Linked DNA regions of Oryctolagus cuniculus: region 1 is linked to region 2. The links are chromatin contacts, called in public Micro-C maps. All regions are on one chromosome and are shown on one strand. Each heading gives the region's core, a stretch centred on a gene start, on an enhancer-like site or on the middle of the called end of the contact. The rest is flanking DNA. Distances are from core to core; before and after follow the strand shown.

Evidence for each region. Hi-C and Micro-C count contacts between places; a contact is called where the count stands out from the background.
Region 1: a Micro-C map of ear pinna shows a contact between it and region 2, with 2.3 times the contacts expected there. The contact joins two enhancer-like sites. A contact is called at or near these places in 5 of 6 Hi-C or Micro-C datasets (ear pinna, embryonic fibroblasts, psoas muscle and 2 more).

What each region holds. Positions count from the first base shown.
Region 1 is chr1:197,612,683-197,619,315 of mOryCun1.1, forward strand. It overlaps CNTFR (ciliary neurotrophic factor receptor), which reads right to left and starts at 714. Exons shown (of 10, transcript XM_070053561.1): 1 at 629-714. Within about 2 kb of position 4,044, at least 2 of the 8 cell types and tissues checked have an H3K27ac peak or open chromatin away from gene starts, as enhancers often do. A contact at or near this core is called in ear pinna, where this site is marked.
Region 2 is chr1:197,580,694-197,587,885 of mOryCun1.1, forward strand. CNTFR (ciliary neurotrophic factor receptor) reads right to left here. Exons shown (of 10, transcript XM_070053561.1): 5 at 675-792; 6 at 342-508. Among named protein-coding and RNA genes, the nearest start is that of CNTFR, 29 kb to the right of the region's middle. Within about 2 kb of position 2,613, at least 2 of the 8 cell types and tissues checked have an H3K27ac peak or open chromatin away from gene starts, as enhancers often do. A contact at or near this core is called in ear pinna, where this site is marked.

The DNA.
Region 1 (6,633 bases), core at 2,794-5,293, 33 kb after region 2:
AGGCCCACGCGTGTCCCTTCACTCTCCGCGCGCACGAGGGCCGTGGGTCTTGTCGGTCTGCCAGGGTTCGAGCGAGGGTCCGGCCGCGCGCGCTCCGCCGCGGGGTACTCACCGCGCCCTCGGGCCACCGGGGCTCCGCGCCGCGCCCTTCGACCGCCCCTGGCAGGGAGCGAGGCAGGGAGCGCGGAGCTCGCACCGCTGCCGGATCCCACTGCCGAGCCCCGCGCCGCGCCGCGCCGGCTGGAGCCGCCGCCTCCGCTGCCGCCGCCGCCGCCGCCCGCTCTGCACCGGCTCCTCGGCGCTCGGCGGCTTTAACCCCCCCATCCTCCTCCCTCCCTCGCGCGCTCCCTCCCTCCTTCCCTCGCCCATGTGACCGCGGGCGCCCGCTCGGCCGCGCGCGCCCTCGCTCCCCTCCCCCTCTTGCCTTGTCTCCCCGCGCCTCCGCGGCCGCGCGCCACGACCCCCTCCCCGCCCCGGCCCCCGCGCTCCCCCGCCTTGGCACGCCCCCGAGCCTGGCACGCGCGACCCGCTCTCGGGGGCACGCTTGCCCTGCGCAGGCCTTGAGTCCCCCCAGTCACACTCGCCCCGCACAGGCACGCGCTCTCCCCCCCGCCGCTGGCACACTCGCCCGCTCTGGCACGCGTGGCCACCGCGCGTTCGCCCTTTCTCGAGCGCGCCCTCCAGACGGCTGTGGCCCCCGTGCTTCACGCGCAGCCCCGGCCGTGGGTCTCACAGACGCGCGCGCACACACACATCCACACCCACACCGCCCCCTCCCGTAGGGCGGCTGGGCGCGCACCCACCCCCCCGGGATCTCTCCTTCACACTCCCTCACTCCGCCTTGGCCAGGTCTCTGCTTGCGCACACTCCCGCACGTTCAGGCCCTCGCGGTCTTACACCGACACCCTGACACGCCCGGGGCCAACTCTCGGGGTCCTCACTCTGGCATCCCCGGGAAAGGAGCGCGAGCCAGAGCCCCCCCCCAGCCCCCACTTGGGGTTGAAGACGCCAGCGGGCTCCGCCCCTATCCCTACTGCCCCCAGCAACGACACCCCCCCCTTTGCAGTCACAGACAAACCCCCGGCGCGGGGTGGGGGGGGAAGGGGACTCTGCGCTTCCACGGTCGGGGATGGACCAGGCTGGGAGCATGTCACCATGTCTGTGGTGACACCGCGGCCGCTACGGTCTCCGGTCTCAACCCCTGGGGACCCGCGGCCTGGGGCGAAGCCTCCACTGCCTGGACGTTAGCTCCGGAGCGCTCGGCGCTGGAGCTTCAGCCCTCTGTCCTTCCTCCGGCGGCCCGGGCCTCCGAGAGGCCGGCATGCTCACTGCACTCGGCCCCCACCCCCTACCCCGGCTCTCTGGCTGGCTGCAACCCGGGAGACTAAGGTTAGACACCCCGATCCACGTCTGCGACCATGCAAGAGCGCGACGAAGAGGGGCCACGCCAGGGGCGCAGAACCAGAGGACGCTCCCCCCAACACACACACCCCGCGGATTTTCCACCTGACCTTTGACCCATAATCCCTGGGCCTTGGCCCTCCGGGGAATCGCTCTAGGACTGAAGGCGAGGGGAGGGGAGGGCCGTGGCTCTCAGTTTCCTCACCCCGTTCCCCACTAGGCTGCCTAGAGCGCCCGGGCCCTTTCCCAACAAATGCCTCGGGGACTCCCACTGCAGAGGAAAAACCTCCTTCCCGCCACGGCCGGGGCTTTTCACTTTCACTTCCGTGGCCACGGAATCCCCCCGTATAGCCGGCAAGGGTCAGCCTGGGCTGCGGCTCACAGAGGGTCGGCTGGGGCTTAAGGACGCACGCAAAGACTGTTTTTGTGCCCTCCTGAGGGCCTGCGCGCAGCCACCCCCAGTGGACGTCCTTTCTCCAGGCCGCGGACCCGGATGAGAGTGGTGGGCGCGGAGCAAGAGCTAGTCGGTGCGACGAAGTCTGGGGGTGGGGACGTCAGGGATGGCCCCTCCGCCGCGCCGAAGCTAGGCCTGGCCGAGGTGTGGTGCTCTAGGGCCCCCCCACACACACCCGGCGCTCACACCCCGCCAGGAAGCTAGACGGACGGGCGTCGAGATCGGCGGCGTCTCGGTAGGCTGACTTGAGCTCCGATTGCCCCAGTGCCCCAGGCTCAGCCTCTTTCTGCCAGGTTGAAGGGCGCTCCACGCGAGACCAGCGTCCCCTCGTCCCCGGGGACGCGGAGGCTGCCGTCGGCAGTGCCGCAGTTAACGGGTGCGGGGTGCGGGGTCCACGCCTAGGGCCCAGCGTGCAGGAAGCTGATATGGCGGTGTGTGGTGGGATGAGGGAGGCCGGTGTGTGGCAGGAGGAGGCGCACGCCGCGCCGGGTCTGGGGGTCTGTCAGCCGGGAGCGCCTCCTGGCGCGGGACGCAGCCGCCTCTCGCGCTTCCCCGAGGCCGCAGCGACACCTGGCGGAAGGCGTGGGACGTGCGTTTTTCCACAGGCTGCGGCCGCAGCTCTGGCTCCCGCTCCCAGCTGAGCCCTCAGCAAGCTACCCAAAAACCCGGGTGCAGTGCTCTTCACACCGCCGCCCCCTGACTCAGCCACGATTCTCCTTCCATCTGGGCTGGGGCAACAGACTACCCGCGGGGTTCCGCTCCTGCCGCCTCCATGCGCGAACCACACTCTCGCCGCGGAGCTTCCCAAGCCTTGGTGTTGAACCCTCCCGCGTGTCCCCACCGCCTGGGGTGCAAAGTTGGGCGGTTCCCGCTGGGCTTCAAACCCTGCAGGATCTGGCCCTGTCTCCTCTTCGGCTTTAGTGGGCGCCCCACTCCCGGCTTGCCCGGCCCGGCGCCAGCCCCCTTCTCCATCGTGGCTCACTCGTCCTAGAGCCAAACCCCGCTTCGCTGACACCCTCCCCTCACTGCCTTCGATGCCTTCGATGCCTTCTCTGTCTTCACCGTCGGCGACTCCCACAAGGGAGTGGCAGGAAGCAGCACCCCCAGGCCGCGGCCTGTGTCCCGTTCGTGATGAGGAATCCTTTCGGTAATCCTAAAAGGGGTTGGGAAACAGGAGGGATGTTCTCCTTGACTTTGAGTTTTTGTAATAAAAAAAAAAGATTTATTTATATTTATTTATTTATTTGAGAGGCAGAGTTAAAGACAGAGAGGGAAACAAAGAGAAATCTTCCATCTGCTGGTTCACTCCCCAAATGGCCGCAACACCAGACCGGAGCCAGGAGCTTATTCCGGGTCTCCCATGCGGGTGCAGGGGTCCAAGCACTTGGGCCACCTTCTACTGCTTTCCCAGGCCATTAGCAAGAAGCCAGACTGGAAGTGGAGCAGCTGGGACTCGAACCAGCATCCATATGGGATGCAGGCGGTGCTGCATGCCGAGGCTTAACCTACTATGCCACAGAACCAGACCAGAGATTTTGTAATTTTACACCCACGTGAAAGAGGCATCTGTGGCCAGGACTTCTGGTTCGATCCTCCATCCTGGCGAGTGTCCTAAACTTGGACCACCTGCTCTTGCAACCCCTCCACCCTACACACACACCCAGGTGTCAACGGTGCCTCCCTCATTCCCCCCTGACTTATCCCCCAATGAAGTGTGTCCCCACCCCACTGGGAATGGTGCTGACGTCTACCTTGCTTTTACTCTCAAAAAGTTCCAGTTACAAGTACCCTCACAAGCTCTCTGTCTTACTTATGAGGGCCAAGCACGAGGTCACAGAAAATCACACACCGCGTCTCAGAGTGATGTGAGTGTATTGGATCCCACTGCAGCGCCTGGGGGATTCAGGGTCGGCTGCGGCGCCCGGGAGCTACAGGTCCCTGAAGGGCGGGACACTCACGCACCGCGCGCAGACACACAGCGCGCACAACGCGTGTCACACGGGCGCACGCAGTCACACACGCTCTCAATCACAGTGGGGTTTGGCGGGTCGGGGCGGGCTCCGGGAGGCGGTTACGTAAACGCCCTCGCAACCCCCCTCGCTCCCCCTCACCCCCCTGCTTCCTTGCGCAGTGCCAGCGCCCGGGGCGGCTTGGCCGGGGCCCGGGAACAGCTCGGCCTCGCAGAGGCTCCAGGCGCCGAGAAACCCGATCCGAACACAGCCCCAGGCCGAGCCAGGGAGGGGAGCCCAGAGCCCCCCCTACCCCTACACACACAGACTCGGGGTCCAGCCCAGCTCCCCCCACCCTCGATGATCCTGAGACAGCTCCCAGCATGGTCCTGGGACAGCACGTGGGACCCAGGGACGACACCCTCTTTCTGTAGACCCTCTGGAATTCCGTCGCCTGGACCCATGCCTGTGTGTGCCCTGACCCTTCTAACCTCTGGCACCGGAAAAGGGCAAAGATTCCCTAAAGGTAGAGAATGGGGGAGGGCTGACACCGGGACAGGGGAGCCCAAGTATTCCACCTGGAGGTGCCCCCCCGTTCCAGGGCACTGCCTCTTCTTCCGGCCTCACCAGGGCGGGCCCCTCGGATGGAGGGGCCTTCATTCCTGCTGCAGGCCTCCCTCTGATCTCTGATAGCATTGCGTCCTCCTCAGGGGTGAGGTCGGACTCCAGTGTCATCCCAGTTCCCCGTTTGGCTGAGAAGGAAGTTTGAGGGCAACCTGAGGCACTGAGAACCAAGTCCCCGAAAGGAAGAAAGACTGGGGTTCAGGAAACCCCAGCAAGTCAGCAGTCTGAGAGGCGGGGAGGGAGCACTTTTCGGACTCTTCCCCCAATAAGCCCCCACCCCATTCTGCAGCCCAGGCTGGATTTTCCACACTAGCTATTGAGTGTCCGCTTCGGGCTGCCCAGGCCCGAGCTGAAAGGGAATTTCCCTCTGTGTTCTCTGTTAATGAACAAAACATTTCATGTTGAAATTCCCCCCTCTGCCCCCAGTCCAGCGTCTCCAGGGCCCCCCAGCCTGGCCGAGCAGGGAGACCACTAGGAAGAGGGGGCAGCAGGGTAGAGGGAAGCCCCCCAAGGAAGCATAATTTATACTGGGAAGGGGCATCTTTTCTCACAAATAATGAGGATGGCTTCTTCTCTTTTCTTTTTTCTTTTTTTCCCCCACTTTTGGCTAAAATTACCCACTCCTGTGGCAGCTTCCCAGAAAGGGCGGCGGGAGGGCGGCCGGAGCTGTCCCGAGGCCCAGGACACGGCCCCCCTCCCCTGGGCGAGGAGCCTTCCCCAAGTTGTTTTCCTGGTCTCTTCCTCTTGGATGTTTTTTTGATTATTAATCATATTTTCCATCCACAGGCTCAGTCCAGACCCCCTCCCCCTGGGGTCAGGGCTGGACAGATGGAGGAGGAGCGGGCTGCAGGAGGATGCCTTGGGGACAAGATGGGCAGTGACCTCTGGCCCTGGATGACCTGAAGGATGCTGACCATGGCATGTCACAGATCATGCCCTCACCATCCTGTCACATAGTAACCATCACTCTCAATCACTGCAAGTGGAATGAATGAATGAGTGAACAGGTGTCCAGCTTTCACAGTGCTCAGCTGGCACTGGAAGGCAAATCCCCTAGGGTTCTTCATTTATGCTACAGGCAGGGAAACAGCCCAGAGAAGCTGGTCACCTGCACAGAGTCACACAGCAGAGTTAGTGACAGGGAAGAACGCCCATGCCCCACCACCCGGAAGTCAGCCAATGAATAAATGCTGAGCGCCTACTCTATGCCTGGTGTTGATGTAAGCGCAGCAGGGACCCAGACGGAGATCTCCAGTCTCTAGACTGTGAAGCAGCTAGAACTGAACATGCTGCCAGTGCTGTGTGTGTCGGTGCAGCCACCGGGGAGCGCTGTGGGACCGGGTCTACCATGGACCCTGTGGCCCAGCAAATGCACATACCCCCAAAGAAACGACCCAATATGCCCACCAGCGGTGCTCGAAGTGGCTTTACTCATAATATCCACAAGCTGGAAACAACCCAAATAAACAAACAGATGGTGGTACAGTTACAGCGATGGGAAAGAACCAACCACAGCTACACACAGCAGATAAAGTGATGAGCAAAGGAAAAACAACAACACCAGACCCAGAAGAGGACATACTGAGTGATTTCATATATGTAAAGCTCAAGAACAGGCAAAACTAAAATTTGAGTTTGTGTACTGCTTACTTTTTGCCTAAAAAAAAAGTTTAGAAGTCTCCTGCCCTCATGGGGTGACCACTCTAGTCTAGGAGTGATGGATTGCAAGCAAAACAGACACTTCTAGTTTGTCCACGTGAAAGTCCCAGCCCTCTCAGGCAAGAGGTGACAGCCTTAATGTCTCCTGGGGGGATAGAGCCTGACACCCTGTGTCTTCTCTGTTGCCAGCACCTTGTTGCTTAGAACAGTCAGTGTGATGTTCATGTCCCTCGCTCCTGGCAGCTCCATGTGTGCAGCCCTGCGGCTTCCATCTCCAGGCACCTAAAGCCGAGTCTGGCACAGAACAGGCGCTCCAAACATGTTCAATAGATGTAAAGAAATGCTGATTGAATGAACGATGCAAGTAAGGAAATAGGGCTGCTGTGAGCTGGGAAGCAGAGCTGAGCTCCAGGTCGCAGGGGAGAGGGCCTGCCTGAACGTCCTGCGGTCTCGGAAGATCCGACCAGCCAGGGACTAAGCAGAGACCTGGAAGGCAGGCTGAGGCAGCCCGCGTGGCTCTGAGTCTGTGTCCTGAGACGTCTTTGG
Region 2 (7,192 bases), core at 1,363-3,862:
TGGGGGGGGGGGGGATGTGGAGGCTGCAGCTGCACAAGGGTCTGGCCCAACCTGCCCCCCTTCCCCTGCTGCATGCTCTAGGAGCCAGAGACATGATAGCCGTAGCTGCTGGAACGCTCTCTTGGCCCTGCAGGTAAAGGACACTGGCTTTCATGTTCACAGGTGTGCATGGGTCATGCCTAGAGTACACATTCTATACATGCCACACACACCTGTGCAGGGCACGTATGTGCTAGGTATACATGTGCAATCACGTGAACATGTCCCCATGCACACGTTCCCCTTACACGCACCCACGGGAGAATGCTGCACCCCCCCCGACAGACACACTCCATACGCACCAATGGTGAACTCGTCAAAGGTGATTGCCGTGGCGTTGTGGCCCAGGGCATTGCTGACACTTATGGAGACCTTGTACTTGATGGTGGAGAACAGGTGCATGTAGCGGATGTGGCAGCGGTTCTTGAGGGCTGGGTCCTTCTCGCAGACCATAATTTTGGAGCCGTGCCTGGGGCAGGGTGGGGCCCAGGTGCCATTACCAACAAGGGTCATGTGGGATAGAGGTTGGGAGAAGGTCAAGCCCAAGGTTGGGCTGGGTGTGGACTCCGGGAATGCGGGGGAGGGGTGAGGTCAGAGGTCAGGGTCAGAAGCAGGTCACAGACGCAGCTACTCACAGCACGGTCACGTTGAAGGTGTTGGGGATGTATGTGGGGGTGGGCAGATGCCAGCTGCAGTAGAAGCCCTTGGGGTAAGTGTTGGAGCGGCAGCTGAGCACGGGCTCCCGCGGCGGCACTAGGGGTGAGGAGGGCACGGTCAGGGCAGTGTTGGCGCCCCCAGCCTCCTGCACTGGTGTGGGGACAGGTGGGCCCCAAGCCCCAGCTCTCCCTCCTCAACCCATCATCGATGCCAAAGGTGGGGGGGTGGGGGCTGTCAGCGAGGGCCTGAGGCTTCCCAGGCCACAGAGAGCCAGATGTTTAATTAAAGAAAAACAAGGGCTGTGCAGAGAGGGAGCCCCCCCACCTGCTCAATGGAGGCAGGAACTGTGGGGGGCAGGGGGCTGCACGCCTCAGCTCATCAATCACAGGACGGAGGCGATGTCTGGGGGATCGGCCCCGGCCCCAAAGCTCCTGCCACGTTGTGTCCACCCCACCGCGGGAGGCTGAGCAAGAGGCCCGTCTGGTTGCTGGGGTGATCGGGGTGCACTTCCTGAAGACGAGGCGCCCTGCCTTCCTCTCAGGAGAAACTGGGAGACACGGGGTGGGGCTGGTGGCTACACAGGACAGCAGCACCAGGCAGCTGCCTGCGCGCGTTTGCACTTGCGTGCCTGCAGGCGTGAGTATATGTATATGTTTCATGCACACCTGCGTGCGACTTGGGTGAGTGGCTGGGGCTATACAGACACTTCTGCGTGGGAGTGTGATCTGTGCCTAGCTCTAGCGCAAGCCCGTGTGTGACTGTGTGTATCCAAGTGCCTGTTGGAAGGAAGCTCCTGTTCTCTTGGTGTGGCCCTCACCCCTGCCCCAGCCCCTATCACGGACCCTTCTAAGAAGCCTTTTACCTGGCCAGCAGCTGCCTTAACTCTGGAATAGGAAGACCCAGAGAGGGATGGGGTCTGCCTGGTGTCACACAGCATGGCAGAGTTAGGACTAAACCCCAGGATGGGGTTATCCACCCACATGACCACGTGTGCACACTTGGGAAGTCCTTTCTGCTGTCTAACCACATTCTTTGCTGCTGTGAGCACTTGACCCAGCTGTCTCACCCCCAAGCATTGGGTAAGGCGTGAGGACAGGCGGCTCAGGTTCCTGGAAGGAGGCAGTTTCTGTGATCTGACCCAGGCAAGGAATGTCCGTCCAGGGCTCCAGGGACACTGACACCTCCCTCCTATGCCTCCTCCCTCCCTCGTCCTGGCCCCCGCCCTCTGCCTGACAGGTGGACAGGAAGTGGGAGGGGGTAGCTCAGTAAGCCAGAGACAGTGTAGGGGAGTGCATGTCTGTGCTTGTACAGTGGCCATGGTGACACACAGGGGACCACGGGCTCCTAGCCACAGTGCACACGTGACTCTGAGTGGCTCCGTGTGACTGTGTGTGTCCACATCCCGTAGGAGGCTGTGGAGGGGCCTGGGGCAGAATGCCCAGGACCCAGATCTGCTTTGCAGCAGAAGACGTGAGGTGGCTGCGCTCCAGCACGGTCGGGGAACGGGCGATGCCATGGGCAGATTCAGCTCTGCTCCCTGAGCCGCAGGGGAGGGCCGGCGCCCAGCCGAGACCCTGCAGAGGCCAGCCTGCATTCTGCCCGCTGTCGTCGGCCTTCCCGGCCCCGTGGCCATCCCCTGTGCCTTCAGCGTCCCTTCCCTCTCTGCCCATGGGTGCACAGCTCTGCATCAGGGTGGAGTGGGGGGCGGCCAAGGACACAGGAAGTGCCTTCTGGGGGCCTGCGGGCCAGGCCAGAGTTGGCAGCTGCCCCAGGAGGAAAGGACATTCCGAGGTCGGCTGAGAAGCCTCCACTCCCCCTCCTGCCACTCCCCCCCCCCCCCGCCCCCAGCTTCAAAGGAGAAGGGCGCTGGGGGGGGTGGGGCGGGGCAGGGACTGAAGCCTGCAGAGTCAGCTCCCTGCTGCCTGGGACTCCTGGGAGGGCAGAGCGGGCCATGGCACTGGACTCCCAGGCCCCCTCCCCTAGCTGGCCTGCCCGCTGACCGGTCTCCTCCCCAGCCTCCTCCATTCCAGCCTCCCCGCAAGCCCCCCCCCCACCCCAGAGCCGCTCCCCCCTCTGACTGGGCAGGTCAGGGGAGCCAGGGGGCCGGGTGGGGGCTCTGTCGATCATCTGGCTACTCCTGCCTGGCCCTGGGCCCTGAGTGGGGAAGGCTTGGGTTTCCTGACAGGGACCAGGTTTCTCAGAGGAAAAGGAGGAAAGAAAAACAAAGACAAGGAAGCAAAGGAGTGACTTGCTGCAGCTGGAGCCCAGCTGAGGGGCCGGGTGGGCGGAGGTGGGGGTGCTGGGAGACCAAGTGTGAGATCGTGGGACAGTGTGGGATCGGGAGGCGTGCTGTGAGCGTGTTGCGAGCTGGGAGAGAAACTGCGATTGGGAGGCTGTGTGTGTGTGCGCGTATGTGACCGAGAGGCCTCGTGTGCAGCTGTGTGCTCCGGGCAGCCGTGCGCCTGGACAGCCGGAGGCTGCGTGGGCCGGGGTGACCGCACGTGACTTGGGCGAGGCTTCCCGTCCCCGCGCTGTCTGTATGTGTGAGGCGTGTGGCCGAGGTCCTGAGACAGTGCGTGTGAAGGCGCCATCGCGTGTGGAAGGTCTGTGATGCATGAGACGCGGGGGGCATGGCCGAGCAGAAGCCAAGAGCCTTTCTCAAACGGTGGGTGTGGGAAGGTACTGGGGCATGAGACAAACACCGCGCGGGAGCTCATTAGGGGGGCGCTGGAGCAAGTGCCGGTGGGCGTGTGTATCACACCCTGGCTCCCTGGGCGCACGCTACAATCCTAGATGCCCCTCGTGGGGGCTGCAGAGAGGCCCAAGGGACTGTGCGGGCAGGGTGGCCTGGAGCCCCACGCAGGGCCGCGTGTGCGTGAGTGCGTGTGCCCCGCTGGCCAGAGATTTGTTTGTTTTCTTCCTAATTGGCTTGTTTTTCCATGTCCAGCCCACCAAACCGCATGTTTTTCCTCTCATCTCGCCAGCCCGCCTGGGCTGGAGCCCCCAGCACGCACGAGGCCTGCCCGCCGGCCCAGAGAGGAGGGGCAAGCTGCCCACACCCTGGGCCGGGCCAGATCAGGCCAGGGCAGGGCGGGGTGACCCTTCCGCTGCAGCCCTGCCCACGCCCCACCCATACTCCTCCTCCTGCCGGGCATTCGAGGCCCATGGCCTGTGTCAACCTTATCTTGTGGCATCCCCTGGGGGCCACCCTGACTTCAGGACTCCCTGGTGGCCCCCTCCTGCCTCCCATGCAGGATTTTTCCTCCCAGACATCTTGGACCCCAGCTCACTCTTCCACTCTCGCTCTCAATCTCTCTCCAGTCCTTCCTCCCTAGCCAAATAGGGCTGAGGGGAGAGCAGTGCTGAACCAGGGGGTCTGGAGTTCTGATCAATCACAAAATGTTTAAAACTGGACTAGAAATTGTCCATTTAAAAGAAACGTAAGTCTCTGTTTTAGCTGAAAATCAGAATGATGCTGTTCATAAAAGGATGCTACTAAAAGGGACCCCTGCGATCCCGGTCCCCTGACCGCCCCAGGCGTGAGGGTCCGCAGCGCTCTGCCTGTGAGTGTCCACCTGAGGGCAGGCAGGTGGAGCCGGACAAGGCAGCCCAGCCCAGTGAAGGAGACTCGCGCCAGGATCCTCTCAGGATCAGGCTTCTCGGGGACCAGAAGCATAAAGCTCTCACACTCACAGGGTAGATATTGAGTAACTTTTGGTTTGAATGACCCACTCATCAGGGCTAACTGTGCTGTTCTCTGAGAGCTGGCAGGAAGGATAATTTGATACCGAGTGTTGCCAAACCCAGTCTCTTGTTACTAATAGAAAGTGACGGAGACAATCAAGATTAATATCCCCTGTTCCTTGACCAGGTCTTCAGAAGGAAATAAGGCAATGAGAGATAAGCACCTGATGCTAATGCTGCAGCCGATTCGTGGCCAGTTCTCAACAGACGGAGCCTGGGGAGTGGTGAGCACTGGAGAGCAGAGGGCTGGGCTCTGGTCACCACAGGGCATGTCCTGAGGACACATGCTAGGGACATTTCTTCAAGACCAAATTCCTCCCGTAGGACCTCTCAAACAAGATCAAGTCTCAGGAATGGCAGCCCAGGTCACCAAGGCCCAGCCTTCTCTGCTAGCCTTATCCACCCTGGGAGCAGGGGTGTGGGTGACTGCTGCTGAGCTGGCCTTGGGCTTCCTACCAGGGGCTAGGCTAAGGGCTCCACTTCAGACCAACCCTGAGGCTGCCAGGGAGGATTCTGCGGGGCTGGTCCTGCATTTCTCAAGATGGCCAACAGGGGTCACTCCACCCTTGCAGCTAAAACGTACCGCTTTGAAAGCCATCTCTCTCCAGTGGTGTTTTTTTTTTGTTTTGTTTTGTTTTGTTTTTTAATTTTTTGACAGGCAGAGTGGTTAGTGAGAGAAAGAGACAGAGAGAAAGGTCTTCCTTTGCCGTTGGTTTACCCTCCAATGGCTGCCGCGGCCGGCGCACCGCACTGATCCGATGGCAGGAGCCAGGTGCTTATCCTGGTCTCCCATGCAGGTGCAGAACCCAAGCACTTGGACCATCCTCCACTGCACTCCCTGGCCACAGCAGAGAGCTGGCCTGGAAGAGGGGCAACCGGGACAGAATCTGGCGCCCCGACTGGGACTAGAACCTGGTGTGCCGGCGCCGCAAGGTGGAGGATTAGCCTAGTGAGCCGCGGCGCCGGCCTCTCTCCAGTTTTAATACATCAGAAAGCCTGCCCAATGGGGAAAAGGTACAAACCCACCAAAACATATTTTCATACCTCTGTCAGCCCCACTGCTGGGTCAGAGCCTGAAACCATTTTTGGGCAATGGGGTGAATCAACCATTTGGGATGAGGCCAAAGGTGCTTGAATCTTTGGCGCAGGAGAAAAGAAACGGAACTGTTTTTCTGAGCTTTCACGGTTGGTGGGCGTTTCTGCCAATGACCTTATCATTCTGACTTCTCCAAATCACACTCACCTGGTCTTCCCTCGCCCTTCCCGCTGGCTCCATCTCTTTTTTGGCAGCTCGCTGCTCTCCATCCACCCCTTACCCACTGAGGGCCTGCAGGGCTCAACACTGGGTGCTCTTGGCTCCTTGCCCCACCATCTCTCCCTTGGCCATCTCCCCGCCTCTCATGGCTTTCATGCTGACAACTCCCCAAATTCCCAGCGCTAGCACAGGCCTGCCCCCCTGCGCCTCGGACCCTCAGGTCCACTGGCTACCGGCCGTCAGCTCCCAGTTGTCCCCCAAGGACCCCGACCCCATAGCAGATGTCCATGGAGCTGCAGCTCCCTCACCCACACCTCTGTCTGCTCACTGCCAGCTTCTGCAGTTATTTGCCTAAGAGCTTTTCTTTGGCCACCAAGCCTGCTTTGCTTGCTGGGGCATCAGGCCAAAAGTGCTGGGGAATTAAAGTTCCTCCACCCCTCATCCCAGGAGAATCGCTCGGCCAATGAGGGGCACCAGCTGGTAAACATCCAGTTCCCTCACCCTCGGGCAGGGGAATTCTTGAGGTGCACGCTCTGCACCTGCACCCAGAGTTCCCTCGCTGCCACCCAGAGGTAACGTCTGGAGAGCTCACTCTCCAACTTCCTTTTCCTGTGTCCCTTCCCCATTCCCGGTGGTGTTTCCACCACCAGCCAGATAAACTACTTGCATGTGAATTCTCATCTCGGGATCTGACTCTAAGGAAGCACAAAAGAAGACACTGTCCAAACACAACACAGTATCTGTTCCTTCCCTTTTCTCCCTGATGCATCCACCGATGGAACCCTCCAGGGGCCTCGACTCCTCCCTCCTCCACTCCTGTCCTCTCACTCCCCATCCGTCATGGATCCTGGAGCTCCAGCTTTGCCCCCGCCCCAGCCCAGCTCCAGGCCCTGGTCCCAGGTCCTCACCCCTTTCTCCAGCATTCAGCAACAGCCTCCCTCCTGCCCTGGCTACGCCCCATCCAACCTGCCTCTCTTTTAAGAACCTGACTCAGACTCTGTCACTCTCCAGCTTCCAGGATCACGATCTGCTCCCCATGTCCCATCCTCTCGTTTGCCCAGTCCTCTCCTCCCAGCCTCTGAAGCCAAGGGTCACACGCAGCTTCTCTGTCAGAAAGGTGCCTGTCAAAGTGCCCGTGGGTCTCCTCCTCTAAATCTCTTCCCTCCCTGGGAACCCCCACAGTGCCCCTTCGCATACCTGGATAATCACCCCCCACCTCTCAGCCCCCAACTTCCCTCTGGCCAGCCCCTGGGGGAGGCATACACGATGAGTCCATTCCAGCTCAGAGCCGTGGCCCCAGGATTCCTCCCCACAGGGGTGGCGACTTGCCACCTGCCCCAGGATTCCTTCCCACAGGGGTGGCGACTTGCCACCTGCCCCAGGATTCCTCCCCACTTGCCACCTGCCCCAGGATTCCTTCCCACAGGGGTGGCGACTTGCCACCCTCCTCGGCCCATTTTGTCACAGGACACAGGATTTCAGGATCTCAAACGCATA